2 separate regions of the Gasterosteus aculeatus genome follow, and region 1 is linked to region 2. Evidence: chromatin contacts called from public Hi-C data. All regions are on one chromosome and are shown on one strand. The core of a region is the stretch at or near the end of the contact, and the rest is flanking DNA. Distances in the headings are between cores, read along the strand shown.

Region 1 (3,687 bases), core at 968-3,467, 78 kb after region 2:
TGTAGGAGGAGGGGGAAAAAATGTATATATATATATTGCACGCATGTTTGTTTCATGCAAACCTTACCCATAAATTTGATCTTTATCCCTCTTTAAAACGTCGTTGACAGCGGAGCCCATGCTGGCGGGCATGACGTTGGGGTGCGGAGCGTGGGCTCCGTAGTGCTGGCTGGCGTGCAGCGGCGGTCCGTGGTTCAGGTGGTGGACCTGGGGAAGCGGCCGGGGAGCGTGCGGGTCCCCGTACATCGACGCCGAGACTCCGTCCATCCCACCGTAGTGGGCCAGCTCATCGTACTGGGGAATAGATCAACAACAACAAACAACGACGACGACAACAAGAAGAAAGGAAGAAAAAAAAAAGTCCGGTTACTTTCGCATTTAAAAACGAAAAGCGTGCAAAGGAGATTTGCAAGAGAATGAAGCAAAGAAAGAAAGAAATTTAAAATAAATAAATAAATGCACAGCGCGTGCCGCCTCGGCGTGGATACACGCAAAAGGAGACCTAACGAGCTCGTGCGAATGCGCTGCAAGCCAGCGCAGGATAAAAAGCAAAGTGTCGTATATTGTACATATACACGCATATACACACGTCTGATAAACAGTTTGCCATTACCAAAAACATTAGAACTCAAAGGCGCTCCGCGTAAGGGAGCTCGGTGGCCGAAAAAGAGCGAATTAGTTGGGAGTTCTCCTGTGAACGCGATCCACGACTGTCGTGGGGGCTCGTCGGGGTGAAAGCAGAGGCTGTCACTTTGCCTGGAGAGCAAGGGGCGCTGCAACAACAGAAACGTCAAATATAGCAGCTTTGATGTGAATGCTGCCGCCCGAGAACAAGTTATCGATACGAGCGCCTCCCCTGCAGTGGATTTGAACAGGTACGTGTAAGGAGATTTAAAAAAAAAAAAAAACCTACCCTTTGCGCCATTGGGCTGCGCTCCAATAAACTCCTGAATCTGTCGTATATTTAATATCCCAGTCCCCGTTCAGAAAGTGATTTAGAGATCAAGATTCCGTTTTCCGACCAACTTTGCGACTTCTCCTATTCGCCAGTGTGGTTCAGTGGAGATCGTAGCATCGGGGAGTTTTGCAATTTCTCTTGTTTTCCCTCTTTCCACGGGAGGGGAGAGAAAAAAAGAAGCAAAAATGCGCCAAAGTGAAGGTTACAATCGGCCCATCAACAACCTGCATGTAACTAAACTGTCGTGTCTCATGGCTTTTTGCCACTCCGGCTGTCAATCAAAGCCAGAGGTTGTCAAGGTAATGAATGAATGACGGTCGGCGATGATGTTCAGGAGAAGGACGAATCTTTTTTAGTCCGTTTTCATCCCGCGAGTCCGCGTCTCCTTTAATGCCTCCAGATCGCTATCTTGTTTTATTATCACTGTAAAAAAAAAAAAAAAAAAGAAGAAGAAGAAGCAAAAAGAAGAGGAAGAAGAAGAAGGGAGGAAAAAGCAGTCGAAACGAAGAGACCGCGATTCAGATCTCTCCTTCCTTTCCCCCCGTAGGTATTTGGTCTATCTGGCGAGCCTGAGATGAGTGAGTGTCAGCGAGTGTTGGCAGGTTGGCTGCTAGCTTGCTTATAGAAACGGAGTCAGCGCGCAGCGCCGAGCGGTGGGCGAATGAAATGACGGATCCCGGAAGTAGCGGCGGCCATAGCCAGTCCTGCAGCAGCTCCACAAAAGAGAGAGGAGAGACCAAAGCGAGAGATATGCAGAGTGTATGCGGAGCACGGGGACGGCTTCAACTCCACACCGGGGCTATATATATATATATATATTAAAAAAAAAAAAAAAGCCAAACACACACAGCTCCCAACCCGATTCCTCTTTTCTTTTCCACCGTGAAGATTCCTAAAGGACAGGGAGAAAAAAGCAAACAGGGTGAAGGCTGAGTGAAGGAGGGTTTAGCAGCGCGGAGCTCTCTGAGTGACCACGCGAATCGTGATTTAGGGTACAATAAGTAAGAGTTTGAGGTAGATTTACGAGGGATGCAATGCACAACCTTTAAGCACAATAAAATGTGACATTAACAAATGGTAAACCTTTCAACTTTTGCGTCCCCGCGCGTCCTCCGTGACACGGCGGGATATTATAACGCTTACGAATGCTGAGGCGCTTACTTTATTTGTTTGTAGCTTGTGTACCTTTACAACTCTGAAATACCTCACAATCCAACAACACACTATCATTTGGCAAATGAATTGACACCCCTCTAATCCTAGAATGAACTTTTCCAACCGGGGGGGGGGGGGGGGGGGGGGCTTTGTGGAGAAAGTAATTTTGTATGTTTCTTTCGTCCAATCCCCTCTCTCAATAGAAAGCTGTGCCTTACCTCAGAGTAGTCAATTATCAAAGCTCCCTGAGATCATCAATCATGTGAGGAGATTGAAGTTTAGAGGAGGAGCAACGCTCCGGCCATCGATGGCAGTGAAGCCTTTTTTTGGGGGGGGGGGGGGGGGGGGTCGAGCACTTTTACGCACAGAAAAACAGAAGCAGGCCATCTATTCCCTTTAGAATGTGGCTCCATCAACGCTAATATGGCACCGCGGCTGTATTGATAGGCTCTCACATAAAGGCTCCTTTCATGGCTCCGTGACATTTTTGATGGTGAAATTAATTATTCACAGGTTAGGATTAAGGTAGACACACGCTCAGGGAGATGGGCTGTGGCCACCGGTGGAGGGTCAATAAACTCTCCCCACAAACAAAATACCAAACAGAGTTGCTTGAGGTCGTTTGCAGAAATCTGGGGAGTTTTTTTTATTTTTTATTTTTATAAAGGAAATCGATTCAATAAATGAAACCGTGACAACAGTTATGTTTGTTGGCATAATGTGGGTGGAGGAGAGGGAGTGGGGAGGGTGGTGGTGGTGGTGGTGGAGGGGGGGGAAGTGTAGGACTGCAGGGTTTGACAAACGGCTGTGTGGACATTTCAACGTGCAACACCCCGGGAAGGAGCTGCAGAGCGGTGCGCAGAGAGCCAAGGCATTCACCGTCTCCAAGTCTCTCCCACACTCTGTAAACACAACCAGCCCGGCCGGCAGACCGCGCTATTGGAGACTGATATTTTCATGAGCTAAATACTATCATTCACATTGATTTGTGCATTAACGCTTGACTTTTTTTTCTTCTTCTTATTCTTCTACTTCTTCCAACTTCCTTCTTTGGACAACCACGGTAAGTAGCACACACCTTACTGTATTTGCCGCTTTGTTGCACACGCGCGTCTTTACGCGGGGCAGTAAGGGGGGGTGGGAGGGGGCGGCGGGGGCGGCGGGGGGGGGGGGTTACGGTTGGACTATAAAAAAATAAAAAAAAAAGAACATGGAAGATATTGTCACTTGTATGTTTAATCTGCCGCTCGATGGAAGTATCCTTTAATCCCCAAACTGCCGTGGAGTTGGATGTATACGTGCTTCCAGGTCTTTACCGCATTTACTGTGGAAATATGTGATTTGCCCCCGAGGAGAGTGATGTAAACACCCGAAGAGCGTGTGAAAATAGCAGAGGCTAATTATGCGTGTCCAATGTACGGCTCCGCAGAAACGCGTCCTTCCCTGTAAAACTTTCAGCGAGGACTCCTAACGACGTGGAAATTCTAAGCTCCGTCTTTTTTTTTTGGTGAACTATTTATTGGAGCAATTAATGGAAGCCACAAACACACGGCGTCGTCACGAACGGCGTTTAG
Region 2 (3,824 bases), core at 1,221-3,720:
CAATGCCAGATTTATTTGCGGATCCTATGGCCATAAAGCGTGATTATTTCACTGGAAAAACCAGTGAAATGTTGACAACCTTTGGGGCATTGTAACACAACGCTGGAGAAGGCAACATAATGGGGGGGGGGGGGGGGGGAGACGGCCGGGCCCGAGGCTCGTCTAATTAAATCTTAACTGATTGAAATAAAGGTTTGAGTACCTCAAGGCTTGACTAAACTCTGGCTATTTCCCTTTTTATTGCGCTTTATTTATTCTGCACTCACATGCCCTCTTTTACGCTTCTCCGCAACAGGCCAAGTGCAATTTTAAATCCCTGCTCCTTACAAACCCCTATAGCAACATTGTTTGACTAATTATAATTTTTATGTCATTAAGATTTATTTTTTCGTGGGCGAATGTGTTGGGGAGAGGAGGGGAGGGGGGGGGGGGGGGGGGCTGAAGGGATGATTGCCACTCATTTTTAAGAAGACAAGCCGCTGAAGTGTGAAGTAAATTGCCTCTAATTCAAGTAGTCGCGGCCATGCGCAAAAAAAGTCCTGATATCATCCATCCAAGAGATTTATCCTCAATATTTCCGCTAAAACCACACTTTAATTTGATCAATTCGGTGTGACATAGAGATTAATCATGGGCGTTTACACTATTTCATCATTTGTATTCTTCAAGAGCTCTATATATAACTTTTTTTTATTATTATTATTATTTTTTTTAATACAACAATTGAAATAGTTTCAATCCGATTGCTTATCCTGTGTAATTATATACTGTTCTGATATGTCAAGGCTTCAGTTTTTAAGATACAATCCTAATTCTGTATTTATGAAAAGGCCATTGAATAAATAAGGAAGTGCGCGTTTGTGAAAGGGCAATGGAGAGCCAGCAGTGGGACTATCTGCAGGTCGTTTCTTCCTCCAATGTCTGAGAAAATACCTTCATAAATGATAAATATAGTGGAGCTGTCTCCCGCAGACACGGTCAGCAGCGGCAAATGGGAGTTAAGGCAAAAGAGTTTGCCACATTGATGCAGTTGTTGACAATTAAGGAACACAAACACACGCGGATAGAGGGGGGGAGTTATATAGATAGAGGGTGAGAGAGAGAGAGAGAGAGAGAGGGGTCAAACATGCATTTACTGTCTGCTTTTGGGACCATTTGGTTTATTCCAGTGGAGTATCCTATTTGTGTTACTTGACCAGCAAATAAAGACTTTTTATTTATTCTAAATGTTACGCTGTTTGTTGAAGGCCAGCAGTCTGGTGTTGCAGCCATTTGAACTCCTTTTTTTGCCTTTCACAAATAATAAATGTTTGTGAAATCACACCTCAGCGGACAAAAAGGTGGTTGGCCTTTCGGTCCTGTGTGACTTCCTGTTTGACTCAATCATAAAAATCCCTCACAGCGTGAATGTACATGTCCGTTTGACTTCACCAGCGGGATGCAAAGCTGCACTATATCTCTTTGATAAAGACGGATGTTAATAACATTTCTGTGTGTCATCCCAAGAAAAGAAAAAAATGACACAAGTCCAGAGATGAAAAATAAAGGAAACGTAACACAATCCTGAAAAAGGAAAAAAATGCAGTCATAAAACCTGCGTGAAGACGGAGTTTTGCATTTCACTCGATTATCATTCCAGAGTTTGGAGTGCGCAGATGAACTCTGCCTTTTATTTTCTAAAGAAGAAAAAAAGAGAAAAGAAGGGGAAAAAAGAGAAAAAAAATGCAGCCAGTCCCCTTTTAAAGAAAGCCCTTTCGGTGGTGCTATAATAAACCATTTTCCCCGGGCTTTATTGATCAGTCACTCTGAGCTAATGTAATTATCCTCATCAATAGGGGGACTGCAGGGAGAATCATTATGCGGTTGACATTGATAAATGATCACCCAAATGCGGCCCTTTTCTCCCAGGGACCTCCGCCTCTGACCCGCTCTCACAGGCCTACATAACGTAGCCATAGAAACACCTTATGGCAGGAGGAGAAAAAACTGCTGAAATGTTTTTTTTTAAAGGAGGGCAGCGCGCGCACACGCACACAACGATTGTGCGTCTATATACACAAAACCTAAAAACTGTCCCCCTGAGCAAGTCATTTCGGGAAGAGCCAGCTGCAAAGCGAAGGACACTCAGCCCCTCGTGCACGTCCTTTTTTTTATGACCACCATCCAATTCAGCAGTTTGAAAGAAAAGCAAAGCAGACACAAAACTTCTTTTTTTTCCTCCAAAATCTGCAGCTAATGCATTTGTGTATCTAAAAAAAATACCCGATTTGTGTTGTGTCTTACCATATAACAGAAGGAGTATTAACATTAACACGCGCGCAAAGTGTTTCTCGCGAGCAAACTGTGTGTGGACTTTTAATATTGTTGCACGGGCGTCTTCCCGAGGACCAGGCTGCATTGTGCAGCAGTGCAGAGGGAATATATTCCTTATTTGATTCGTGCAGCAGCAGCAGCAGCAGCAGCAGCCCGGACTGGCTTTGACAGGGAGGAGATGAAGGGGAGGAGTTGTTTAGCTCGGCTGGATCATCCATCATCCCTGTCACACCGAATCGGCAAAAGGAAAGCAGCAGAGGCAATCTACCTTCTGTCTCATCGGGGGAGAGGGGGGGGGGGACTGGAGGAGGAGATGGGGGTGGGGGGAGAAAAGAAAGAAGAAAAAAAAAACTATTAATATTAAAATCCTCTCCATCCACAGTAATCCTCACGTTTTCTCTCTTTTTCATCCGATAATCTCCGCACAAAACGGAGGGCTTCTTCCTTCCGTTTTATCCAAAGAATAATAGAGCGCCAGAAAAACAAAAAAAAGGACGTTTAAGGTTTGAATGGTTGAGAGAAGAAGATGCGTCGTTAACTAGACTGGTGTGAAACCAATAAATACACTTTTTTTTTACCCCAATCTGATTAAGGCCTGAACATCTCGCCGTGTGTGCGCATCCACGTGTGCAGAGAAATTGTTTAACTAACATTAAATATGCAAGTATTATAAACTGGAATTTTAAGAAAACGACTCGCGGGTAACATTCAAACCAGATGCTAAATATAACGTAAAGGAACTGTGTAAGCTGACTGTGACTTGACTAAACAGATATTTCTAAATAAACATAAAATACACTGATTTTACTTTAACGGTTTTAATGGCTTTCTATGGTACTGTAACTATTTAGATCACAAAGTTATTGTGCTTTTCATCAATTGTTTTTAGACAGGAACAATGATATAATTACTCAAACAGGCCTTTATGTTCTGGTTAAACATATATTTATCGTTTTTTAGGATGGGTTGGATTAATTCCACATTTATTTAAAAAAGCTAAATAAACGATCAGATTTTATAACAAATTGTACGAGGAGAAAAAAATCTACTTTCAGAAGGCCACATGAAAATCAGTATATAAGTATAAACGCAATTCAGACGTGTAAGTACACTTAATAGCTCATTTTAAAAATGCATTCTTTATATTAATTATATTATTATTAGTATAATTATTATAGGTTGTGCCATCTGTTTGTACACACACAAGACATGAGATAAGCATTATGGCAGGCCTAAAAAAAAAAAGAAATGAAAAAAAGAAATTTGAGTCCTTGATTCCGAGAGATGAGGTTTAAAGTTCTGTGTGAAGGACAGAACACGTTTGAGCCCAAGTGATGATGTCATTTTTAGGTTTTAGGCTATGACTTGGATGGCCGCGGGCAAACAGGCAAAGAGATGGAGAAGAGAGAAGAGATAGCCCATCAAAGCCCATCTGTGCACCCCGTGACGGCGCTGCCACATTAGGCCGACAGGAGGCGCTGCAAAACGGCAGAAAGGAGCAGAGCACACTG

Evidence for each region. Hi-C and Micro-C count contacts between places; a contact is called where the count stands out from the background.
Region 1: a Hi-C map of skeletal muscle shows a contact between it and region 2, with 12 times the contacts expected there. The contact joins the promoter of meis2a here to the enhancer-like site in region 2. A contact is called at or near these places in 6 of 6 Hi-C or Micro-C datasets (blood and trunk muscle, liver, skeletal muscle and 2 more).

Annotation. Positions count from the first base shown.
Region 1 is chr15:10,634,463-10,638,149 of fGasAcu3.hap1.1, forward strand. meis2a (Meis homeobox 2a) reads right to left here and starts at 2,218. Exons shown (of 13, transcript XM_078089605.1): 1 at 914-2,218; 2 at 68-294. The coding sequence starts at 925.
Region 2 is chr15:10,555,966-10,559,789 of fGasAcu3.hap1.1, forward strand. No RefSeq gene overlaps it. Among protein-coding and RNA genes, the nearest start is that of cdin1, 60 kb to the left of the region's middle. Within about 2 kb of position 2,471, at least 2 of the 9 cell types and tissues checked have open chromatin away from gene starts, as enhancers often do.